3 separate regions of the Mus musculus genome follow, and all the other regions are linked to region 1. A link is a contact called in public ChIA-PET and HiChIP or PLAC-seq data. All regions are on one chromosome and are shown on one strand. The core of a region is the stretch at or near the end of the contact, and the rest is flanking DNA. Distances in the headings are between cores, read along the strand shown.

The links. ChIA-PET counts read pairs in DNA pulled down with a chosen protein or histone mark. HiChIP or PLAC-seq counts read pairs in DNA pulled down with a chosen protein or histone mark.
Region 2: a contact with region 1 is called in an RNA polymerase II ChIA-PET map of memory CD8 T cells, with 7 read pairs. The contact joins two enhancer-like sites. A contact is called at or near these places in 2 of 484 Hi-C or Micro-C datasets (both in embryonic stem cells) and 1 of 115 datasets of contacts at active chromatin or transcription factors (memory CD8 T cells).
Region 3: an H3K27ac HiChIP or PLAC-seq map of cardiomyocytes shows a contact between it and region 1, with 3 times the contacts expected there. The contact joins two enhancer-like sites. A contact is called at or near these places in 1 of 484 Hi-C or Micro-C datasets (CD4 T cells), 1 of 115 datasets of contacts at active chromatin or transcription factors (cardiomyocytes) and 1 of 9 other capture datasets (embryonic stem cells).

The regions. Positions count from the first base shown.
Region 1 is chr5:122,730,227-122,733,649 of GRCm38.p6, reverse strand. Camkk2 (calcium/calmodulin-dependent protein kinase kinase 2, beta) reads left to right here. Exons shown (of 17, transcript NM_001199676.1): 17 at 1-2,480. Among named protein-coding and RNA genes, the nearest start is that of P2rx4, 24 kb to the right of the region's middle. Within about 2 kb of position 1,554, at least 141 of the 459 cell types and tissues checked have an H3K27ac peak or open chromatin away from gene starts, as enhancers often do. A contact at or near this core is called in memory CD8 T cells, where this site is marked.
Region 2 is chr5:123,056,631-123,059,727 of GRCm38.p6, reverse strand. No RefSeq gene overlaps it. Among named protein-coding and RNA genes, the nearest start is that of Morn3, 11 kb to the right of the region's middle. Within about 2 kb of position 1,652, at least 361 of the 459 cell types and tissues checked have an H3K27ac peak or open chromatin away from gene starts, as enhancers often do. A contact at or near this core is called in memory CD8 T cells, where this site is marked.
Region 3 is chr5:122,308,987-122,312,355 of GRCm38.p6, reverse strand. The region is part of intron 2 of Pptc7 (PTC7 protein phosphatase homolog); the gene reads right to left. Among named protein-coding and RNA genes, the nearest start is that of Pptc7, 26 kb to the right of the region's middle. Within about 2 kb of position 1,460, at least 45 of the 459 cell types and tissues checked have an H3K27ac peak or open chromatin away from gene starts, as enhancers often do.

The sequences.
Region 1 (3,423 bases), core at 305-2,804:
AGATGTACCAGGTGAATGTGTGTGGGGTTTGAGCTGCGTGGAGAATCACGTGGGGCGAGTCCTGCCGGCTGGGGCTACACTGGGGGGGGGGGGGCGGATTAGAAGGATCGGTGTGACCCACGTACAAACCCCATGCCTGGGCGCCTTCCAGGATCATGGAAAGACAGGGCTAGCCCTCAGTAGCTGCAGGGAACTTCCATGTCATTTATTTGTAATGAGGACTTTTTAAGTGTGTGTGTGTGTTTTTTTTAATGGGTATAATTATAGTCAGGAAAACTACAAGGGCTTGCAGTTGAAATGCTCGAGGGGTACTTTGCACCCCTGAATGCGAGCATTCCTCAGCTGTGGTGGTAGAGGTCTGTCTGGAGGCTGAACACACTTCATGTTAGCTGCTCCAACTGGGTTTCTGAGATTGTCAGCTAAGCTAATTCTCTTTGTAAATTGGCAAAAAAAAAAAAAAAAAAAACAACCAAAAACAAAAAAAAAAAAAACCCAACAACTTCAGGTTGGAATCTGCTCTTTCATGTACATTACATGGCTTACAGCTCAAGAGATGTTTCCAAGTCTCTGACTAGCCAGAACTCCGGAGAGGTTCACAAGTTCCAAAGGTTGGAGCTTCCAGGATGGGTGTCCCTCTGTGCGGCTGTGTGACAGGGACCGAGAGCCGGTGAGACCTGTGCCTGTATATTAGCAGCTGCGTTTGTTTATTGCCTGTGTATTCTAGAGACTGTAAACTTTCTTTCCTTTTCCAGAATGTCTGGTCGGTACAATGAAACATCAGTTTCCCTGTGGGCCACTTAGGCAAGACTTGTCACTCAGCTTAGGAGCAAAGCTGTAGTGTGATATCAGTGACATCAGGGTGCCATTGTAGAGCAAAGTGTCAAACCCCAGAGTGTTCCTCAGGGCAAAGGGCTTTCGGGTTTTTTTTTGTTGTTGTTGTTGTTTTTTGTTTTTTTCCTGTAGCCAGAAACCTAGAGAGCCAATAGGAACCTTTTTGACTTTCAACCAATATTGGAAGTTTGGTTGAAGTTTGGGTGTGATGACCCAGGGACACAGAAGCAAACAGGAAGTTAAAGGGGGGCTTCCAGACTGGTTTCCAGTGCTTTGGTAGTGGCTGTCTTGCCAGTCAGTCATGGGGCCCAGACAACCGACTTCTGGCCTGTGCGGAGGCCAGGCCCTCCTGGCTTCCTTCCGTATGGTTTGTTAAGCTCTTTACTGTGGTCTAGCCGCTATCCCTGCTGTCACATAAGCAGTTAGGATCCAGGTACAGACTGCAGTGTGGGGAGGGTCTGTGTGACCAAGGACTTCCTGTCACTTTTCCCTTTTTAAAATTGAAGGAGAAACAGCCCAGTAGCTCCACCCTTTCTGGCCACAGATGGCATTCCGTTAGTTTGCAATAGCCACCTTATGGTTAAAGCCAACAGGTCATACAGCTTGGTCCCAGCTCGTCTGCCTGGACGCTGAGCGGCCTGCCCGAGTAGGGTAGGCGTGATACAGAGCTCTGCAGAATTCTTGTGTTTACACAACCCCTCTGGGCAATGCCGTGGTTTCTCTCGACAGGATGTCTTAAGATTGTCGGCAATCACGCAGCCACCAGCTGCTCAGGAAGAAGGAATCGAGAGGTCTGCATGGGTAACTTTTTTTCTTAAAGAAACACCAAAGAAAGCTGTGGAAAGGAGTGACTCCCCCCCCCCCCGTCCCCCTCCCCCCACCCCCATCCTGCCCAGCTGCCGTGGAAAGTGTAAGAGGTCCAGCCATAACTAGAGCATTAGAGCACAAATAATTGTTTTTCAAAAGTATCATTAGTGAGGAGAGGAGCCGGGCAGAGTGGCTTTTCTCTGTGGGCAGATGGGCTGCCCACAATTCCTTCCATGGCTGGTTCACCCGTGATTCGCGTGTAAGCAGCTTGGCCTTGAAAGCACAAGCCTCGTTCCTCTCTTTCTGTCTTTATTGCCTCCCCCCATGCGTCTCATAGGCTCCCAGAACACCTTACAGAGCCCCTTGTTCTCCCTTGGGGCTGCATAGGCCACCTCCCAGGGTCTGGCCTTTCCAGGGGACAGAATCCTTATCCTTGAACCTTTCTAGGCGCAGGATAACATCTGTGCAAGTTGACACCAGGTTAGGCCTGCAACTCTCGCCCATCCTCCAGGGGGCGCACTTTACATTGCCAACCACAGCCTCCATTGGCTCCCAAGGTGCTAGGGAAGATTGTTGGTTTCTGTCTTCTCCAGCTCTGTGGGTTCGAGTTTCGTGGGACTTGGGACTTTTATATTTGGTGACCAGTGCCCTCCGCTTCTGTTTGACTCCCCGTGACCTCTCTACTATGCATTTCCCTTTTTATCAGGTGTATAAAGTTAAATACTGTGTATTTATCACTTACAAGAACATGAACTTAAAAAAGATGAGCTTTCGGTTGTTTTTCCACAGGTGATCAAGCTTCTGTGTAAACTTGAAATAAACAGACAGCAAAATGGTGCAAAGCCCGGGCCTCTCGGGGGTTCTTTGGTTGGTACCTGGTCCTTTGCAGCGTTTCTGCTTACACTGGTATTCCTTCCCTTAACGTTGACAGCAAGTCAGATGCCCAGAGCTCACAGCTCATCCCCCACCCCCACCCCGCCATGTAAACTGCTCCTGGGTGAGCCAGCAGCCCAAAGGTTGAAGTGTGAAGGAGGTAAGGGGCGGACTCTGTGAGGTTGGCTAGGTAAGCAGCTGGGAGTGGCTGTCATCACAGGAGACATGTCCCGAGGCCGGGCATTGTTTGAACAGGCTCCAAGCCTTACTCTCTGCCATCAGAGGGGGACAGGAGGCGAAATCTGAAAAGTCCCAATCCTTGTTTCAGAAATATGGGTGTGGTACACACGCCTGTAATCCCAGTACTTGGGAAGTGGAGGCAGGAGGATCCCAAGTTCAAGGCCATTCTGGGCTGCATAGTGAGATGCTACCTAAAAGTAAGGAACAGAGACTGAGAGCCAAGAGAAGGTTCCTGTCCAGAAGTGCCACTGGTGTGTGTGTGTGTGTGTGTGTGTGTGTGTGTGTGTGTAGAAGCCATTTCCCAGGGTTCCTCACTGCAGGCTTGAGGGGCTTCAGGGAGTCCCAGCAGCCCACGCGTGCATGTGTGAGTGAGGGATCCTGTCATCGACTCCTACCCTTCCTGGCTGTGCCCATGAGCAGAGATGCTGCCGCCGAATACAAGATGACCCCGGGTGAGCGAGGCCAACAGTACCACAAATATCATCCCTCACACCCAGCAGTGGGACAGTGCCATCATGGGTTCTCAGCCCCTGAGATAGTAAACAAAGAATGACCCAGTCTTCTGTGACAGAAGTTGCTGTAACAGAGTGCCACAAACTGTCTGATTTGCAAATAGAAATGCCCCAATTTTCTGGAGGCCAGGAACACCATTCCTGCAGATACTAGGTCTGC
Region 2 (3,097 bases), core at 403-2,902, 330 kb before region 1:
TTGTCAGGGTCCAGGGCAAAATATAAGTGAGCAAGTCCATGAAACCAGTCTGTCCCACGTATTCTACTACAAAGTGGATTTTTTGGATACATTTAAGAGCTTCCTTTTCAATTATTTTTCTGTGCTATTCTTGAAGTTTATTCTCTTGGCCTAACACTCTTATAAACCCCTCTTCCTCAAGGCATATATAACTGAGGGAGACGGGACCTGAGCAACTTCTTCAGGGAGTCCAAGAATCCCTACCCTTCCAGCGTTTTAGAACAGTGATTAGGAGTCATACCTCTCATCAGCCTCAAGAGATTCTGGCCCAAGAATGTACCATTTCAAGACTTTCTTGGGGAGTTGGGGTGGAGAGGAGGCTCAGCGGGTAAGAGGAGATCCGCCACCAGGCCCAAGGCTCTGAGTTCAAACACTGAGACTTGCATGTTGGAAAGAGAGAGCTCTGTAGACTTGTGTACTGAATGTCACGCTCATACCACTACATGGGTGCAACTTACACATGCACACAGACACGGATGAATAAATCGTAAACCCGTAAATAATCTTCCTTAGAGAGTTTTACTAACTTCTCCCTTTTGAAGTAGGCGATTTTGGTCTAACAGTCGCTTCCTGCCTCATTCCCTACCACCCCTCAATGTTCAGGAACACACATGGTCTCTCACCCTCCACTTTGGTCCTAATCTCCTCTTCTGGCATCTAGACTTCCTCTCCCCAAGTCCAGCACGACTGTATTGACTGGACAGTCTCTGAAGTGCACAGACGTCACCCAGCAGATGTCAAGGTGCTCCCACAGCTACCTCCAAGACTGCCTCTACATCTGAACCACGTGACCTTCCCACAAGAACCCTTTAAGAACTGGGGCTGAACTACAGGCTTCTTGGTGTCCCCAGCCATCAGAACAGTCTTCATATATTGAACACTATCCGCTTTCCATACTTGTTTATGGAAACAAATGAACCAACCACCTTCAGGACACAAAAGCCACACATAATTCTATGCAGACTTCTTTGCTAGCCTTTATGCAATAAATCTGCCTAACAGACAAGAACCACTTACTAATAATTCTTGGTAATCTCTCCGAACACTCGGAGGCATCCGAAGTGAGTTCTGCTTTGAGCCCTGGCCTCTCAGCTCCCTGTGTAGCTGAGGATCTTGAACTCCCGAGTGATTCTCCTCCCTCTGAGCCCGAGCTACCGTGCATGATTCCTAAAATGCTTCGTGATGTTTCAAGCATTCTTAAAAAAAAAGGCTAAGAAATGATTAGGGATAAATCCAAAACTAAACTTTTCCGCCTGAGAATCCTGGCGTTCGGGAAGCTGAAGGAAGAAGATTGGGGTTCGAGGCCTGCCTGGACTGATACATTGTACTAGTCCCAGAAACACAAAATTGAAAGAAAAAACAGTTCCTTCACGTAGACATGGGTAATTATGTAAGAATCTTTAAATTAGAAAAATAATTTCTGTGTCCACAGTCCAGTCTTCACGTGACTAGGAAGGGCGGCACTGGAGGAGTCACGAACCCTAGCCGCACACTCAGGCTCGCCCTCCGTCGGTTCCGCGTGGAAGCGCGATTCCCACCCCCATCTCCCACTCACTTCCGCGAAGAGTACCCAGAGCGCAGGCGCAACCTCGGGCCCGCCTTTCAGAGACCTCCCAGACGCGTGTTGGTGATTGCGCATGTGCAGAGGGGCTAGGACGGGTAATTCCGCGGGAGCAGGTAGGTCTCGAGAACTCCCGCGACTGGCTCCTCCCACCTAAAAAAAAATTAAGCCGGCGGGGCTCCTTCGCCGTGCGCACGCGCACTGCGTGCAGGAAGATCGCGTGTGTGAAGCGAGCCTAACGCATGCGCATTTAAAGCCCCCCGAAATTCATGACGTCAGCCACACCATCCTGTTTGTAGCCCCGTTCCCCACAATCCCGCTTTTAAAGAGCTAGAATCTAGTTCTGATTGTGGTTTTGACTTATAATTTTATTTTATTGTTATTTAAAAATTCACTATGATTCTTGGTAGAAATGTAAGTTCGCATAGTGTGGTTGGCTAAATACAACAAAATGTTTTGTTTAATATTTTTGTGTATGACTGTTTTGGGGGTGTGTTCCTTGTGCCAGGGGAATCCAGAAGAGGGAGTCAGAGCACCTGGAACTGGAGTAACAGACGGTTGTTGCCTGCCATGTGGGTGCTGGGAACAGAACCCAGGTTGTCTGGAAGAGCAGCCAATGCTCTAACCACTGAGCTGTAGATATAAGGGTCGATTCTTCCTCCCGGTCCCGTGTTCCCAGAAATAAGACTCAGACTCAAAACAGATTTCCAAATACCTTGGCCATAGAGCTAGGCTCTTCTCTGACTAGAATCATAACTTATGATAACCCACTAATTTTAATCTATATTCTGCCCCATGGCTGGTTACCTGTGCTCAGGTTCCATGCATCCTCCCAGGTGGACCTCGTGCCTGGCTCTATCCCAGAATTCTTTCTCTCTCCCAGATGTCCTACCTCCTATTTCCTGCCTAAGCCATAAGCCATCAGATTTAACTATTGACAGGTGCCACAACCATACAGTAACAGCTCTCTCCACTGAGCGGTCTCCTCAGCTTTTGGGTGGTGGTTGTTGTCGTTGTTGTTGCTTGCTTGCTTGCTTTCTTTCTTTCTTTCTTTCTTTCTTTCTTTCTTTCTTTTTTCTTTTTTCTTTTTTTTTTTGTCTTTTGAGGTAGGGTTTCCCCTGAAGGCCAGGGTGTCCTTGAATTTATACTTCTGCCTTGTTTTCCCAAGTGCTAAACTTACCACCATGCTTGGTGTAAAATGCTTTTTTAAATTGAGTACTTAGGGGGCTGGAGAGATGGCCCAGTGGTTAAGAGCACTGACTGCTCTTCCAGAGGTCCTGAGTTCAAATCCCAGCAACCACAAGGTGGCTCACAACCATCTGTAATGGGATCCAATGCCCTCTTCTGGGATATGTCTGAAGCCAGCTGTAGTGTACTCATCTAAATAAAAATAAATACATCTTTAAAATTAAGTAATACTTAAAATTAAGTATTTAGGGCTGGAAAGATGGCCCAGTGGTTAATAGTACTAGCTGCTCTTCCCAGAAACCTTCAGTC
Region 3 (3,369 bases), core at 211-2,710, 420 kb after region 1:
GACCTCATGGTGGCTCACAACCATCTCTAACTCCAGTTCTAGGGGACCTATCCACCACCCTATTCTGGCCTTTGTGGACATGCATACACTCAGGCACACGCATATATGCATACGGTAGATAAATAAATTTATTGTTAAGAAAGTATTGGCTTGAGCTGTCATCCAGCTGCCTGAGTGCTCCCTGAGCATGGCCCGCATCCTGAGCTCACTCCTCAGCATCACGCAAAGCACATGGAGTGCTTGGAGCCCAGTACTCAGGACAGGAAGGCAGGAAGGAGGCTGAGAAACTCAAGGTCATCCCCAGCCACGCTGAGTCTGAGGCCAGCTGAGGCCTCTGAGACGCTGTCTCTTTAAAAAAGAAAAGAAAAAAGCTAAGCAAGCTGACTGTGGAAACACTCAGTTAATCCCAGGGCACTGCTCTCCAGCTGCGCATCAGGAGCAGGCCTCTCAGCCTCTCAGCATCTCTAGGCCCGAGCTGCCTCCAGCCAGCTGTGGAGAGAGTTTCTATGCACCTGCTTTACCCGGGGTGGAGGCAGAGCACACTCAAAACCACAAGCTCTCCCCTGTGCAGACACAGGAGGGACACAGAGGTGCAGCGACTACAGTCACCAGTTTCTCAGTGGGATTCCAGTATTTCTTATCTCGTCCCAGTGAAAAGACATAATTTGGGCTGGAGAGATGGCTCAGCGGTTAAGAGAACTGACTGCTCTTCCAGAGGTCCTGAGTTCAATTCCCAGCAGCCACACGGTGGCTCACAACCATCTGTAATGGGAGCCAATGCCCTCTTCTGGTGTGTCTGAAAACGGACTCAATGTACTCATATAAATAAAATAAATAAATCTTTGAAAGAAAGAGAGAGGGGGGGGGAGAAAGAAAGAGCAAACGAAAGAAAGAACCCACTTTAATGTAAAGAATCAGTACTGTCCAGCAGTATACTTCCTTATACTCTGAGGCGGACTGATGCCTACGACAGGGAAAATGTGGGTGCTGTGCCTGCCAGGGGCGCTGTCAGAACCTGCTCTATGGCTTGCTGTGCAGTCAGCTCTCCTTCCTAAAAGCCTCCAGCTACTCAACGTTACAAAACGGCCACACAAAAGATCTTCTGGGAGCTGATGAAATTAAATCCTGAGCCTGAGAAAGGCCAGAGCCTTGGAGCTCCTCCTCAGGAAACACCCGATGACTCGGGGTGAAAACCTCAAGCCACCATTTCATGCCCCCTCGGAATCAAATGGTCCTTGTGAAAGCCCCCAGTGGGGCGTTCAATAGCCAGAGCAGGAACAATGAAGGGAGGCATACACAGCCTGGCGGCTTCCACTTCCACTTCACCTGTGTGAAGACGAGGAGGGTCGGATGCTCAGATGACTGATCCATGTCCGCAGGTGGCTGAGAACTCTCTCAGGTTTGAGTGTAATTATTTTTAGCACTCAGCCAAACAACCTTATTAGGTCTGACACCTCAGCTTCCTTTCTCCTCTGGGGCTGCCACTGAAGGCACCGTGCATGCTCGAGCCCTGCTCTACTACCAAGCTGCAGCCCCAGCTGCAAGACCCATTTTTTTTTTTCTTTTGCCTTTTCGAGACAAGGTTTCTCTGTGTAGCCCTGGCTGTCTGATGTCCTTGAACTCAGAAATTCACCTGCCTCTGCCTCTGCCTCCCGAGTGCTAGAGTTAAAGGTGTGCACCACCACGCCCGGCTCATTTTTTTTATTTTTTTATTTTTATTTTTTTAAGGCAAGGACTCATTGTGTAGCCCTGGCTGGCCTGAAACTTTCTCTGTAGGCCAGGCTGGTCTCCGACTCAGAGATCCACCTGCTTCTACTGCCCAAATGCTGGAATTAAAAGGTACCATGACAGCAACCCTTTGGATTCTTAAGAACTTACTAATGTATTTAAGGGTTTCTGAGGACACTTATGTCAACAATAAAGGCTTGCCCTCTAGAGTATTTTTTGCTTTGTAAACTTTTTTTTTTAATTGGGTATTTATTTCTTTTTTTTCCCCAAAGATTTATTTATTTTATGTTATGTTTATGAGTACTCTATAGCTGTACAGATGGTTGTGAGCCATCATGTGGTTGCTGGGATTTGAACTCAGGACCTTCGGAAGAACAGTCAGTGCTCTTAACTGCTGAGCCATCTCACCAGCCCGGGTATTTATTTCATTTACATTTCCAATGCTATTCCAAAAGTCCCCCACATGCTCCCCCACCCACTCTCCTACCCACCCACTCCCACTTCTTGGCCCTGGCGTTCCCCTGTACTGAGTCATATAAAGTTTGCACGACCAATGGGCCTCTCTTTCCACTGATGGCCGACTAGGCCATCTTCTGATTCATATGCAGCTAGAGACACGAGCTCCGGGGGTGGGGGTGGGGAGGTATACTGGTTAGTTCAGATCCCTTCAGCTCCTTGGGTACTTTCTCTAGCTCCTCCATTGGGGGCCCTGTGATCCACTTTGTAAACTTTTTAACAATTGCTGAATTAGAAAGCAAAGACAAGCTAGGGAGATGTCTCAGTGGTTAAGAGCACCTTAGCTCTTCCAGGGGGATGGCGTTTCATCCCCAGCACCCACATGGAGTGGCTGCCAACATCTGTGTCCCTCCAGCTCCAAGGGATTCAGCATCTTCCCCTGGACACCACAAGCATGCATGTACATGACATTCACTAAAAGTAAAAGCACATTCTAACCACTGTGTTTACTGTTATACCCAACCAGGGTTCTGTAGATCAGTCTGCTAGATCTGCTCCAATTTAGTTGCAAACGCTGTGGAGGGGTGTGGGTTAGGTCAGGGCGGTCTGTGTGCACCAAATATGGTGACAAAGGATCGTTTCAGTGGGCTTTAGAAGCGACAATAATCCCAGCATTATAAGTAAACCTCAATTATGTCCTTAAATTTACTATCGCTGTTACCTTGGGTAAATGGGAAGGAAAGAAATGCCCCCCCCAATCTTTTAGGCAGCAAAAGAGAGAGAGAGAGAGAGAGAGAGAGAGAGAGAGAGAGAGAGAGAGAAAAGAAAGAAGGAAAGAAAAGAAAAGAAGAGAAGAGAAGAGAAGAGAAGAGAAGAGAAGAGAAGAGAAGAGAAAAAAGAAAAGAAAAGAAAAGAAAAGAAAAGAAAAGAAAAGAAAAGAAAAGAAAAGAAAAGAAAACAAGAAGAAAAAGCAGGACATCTGCGCTGTAACTGGCTGCTCTAGGCCCAAGTAAATGCCCAGGTCGGGGAAACGATGCCCACAGAAAGTGCTGGACACTGTCTAGGAAATGCTTTCCACTCACAGGCTATGTGATTTGCCCACAGTCATACAGCTCTGACAGAGGTACTAGGACAGGACCTAGAATGTCCCACTGACCCATGACAATCTCTGACTGCAACAAGAGA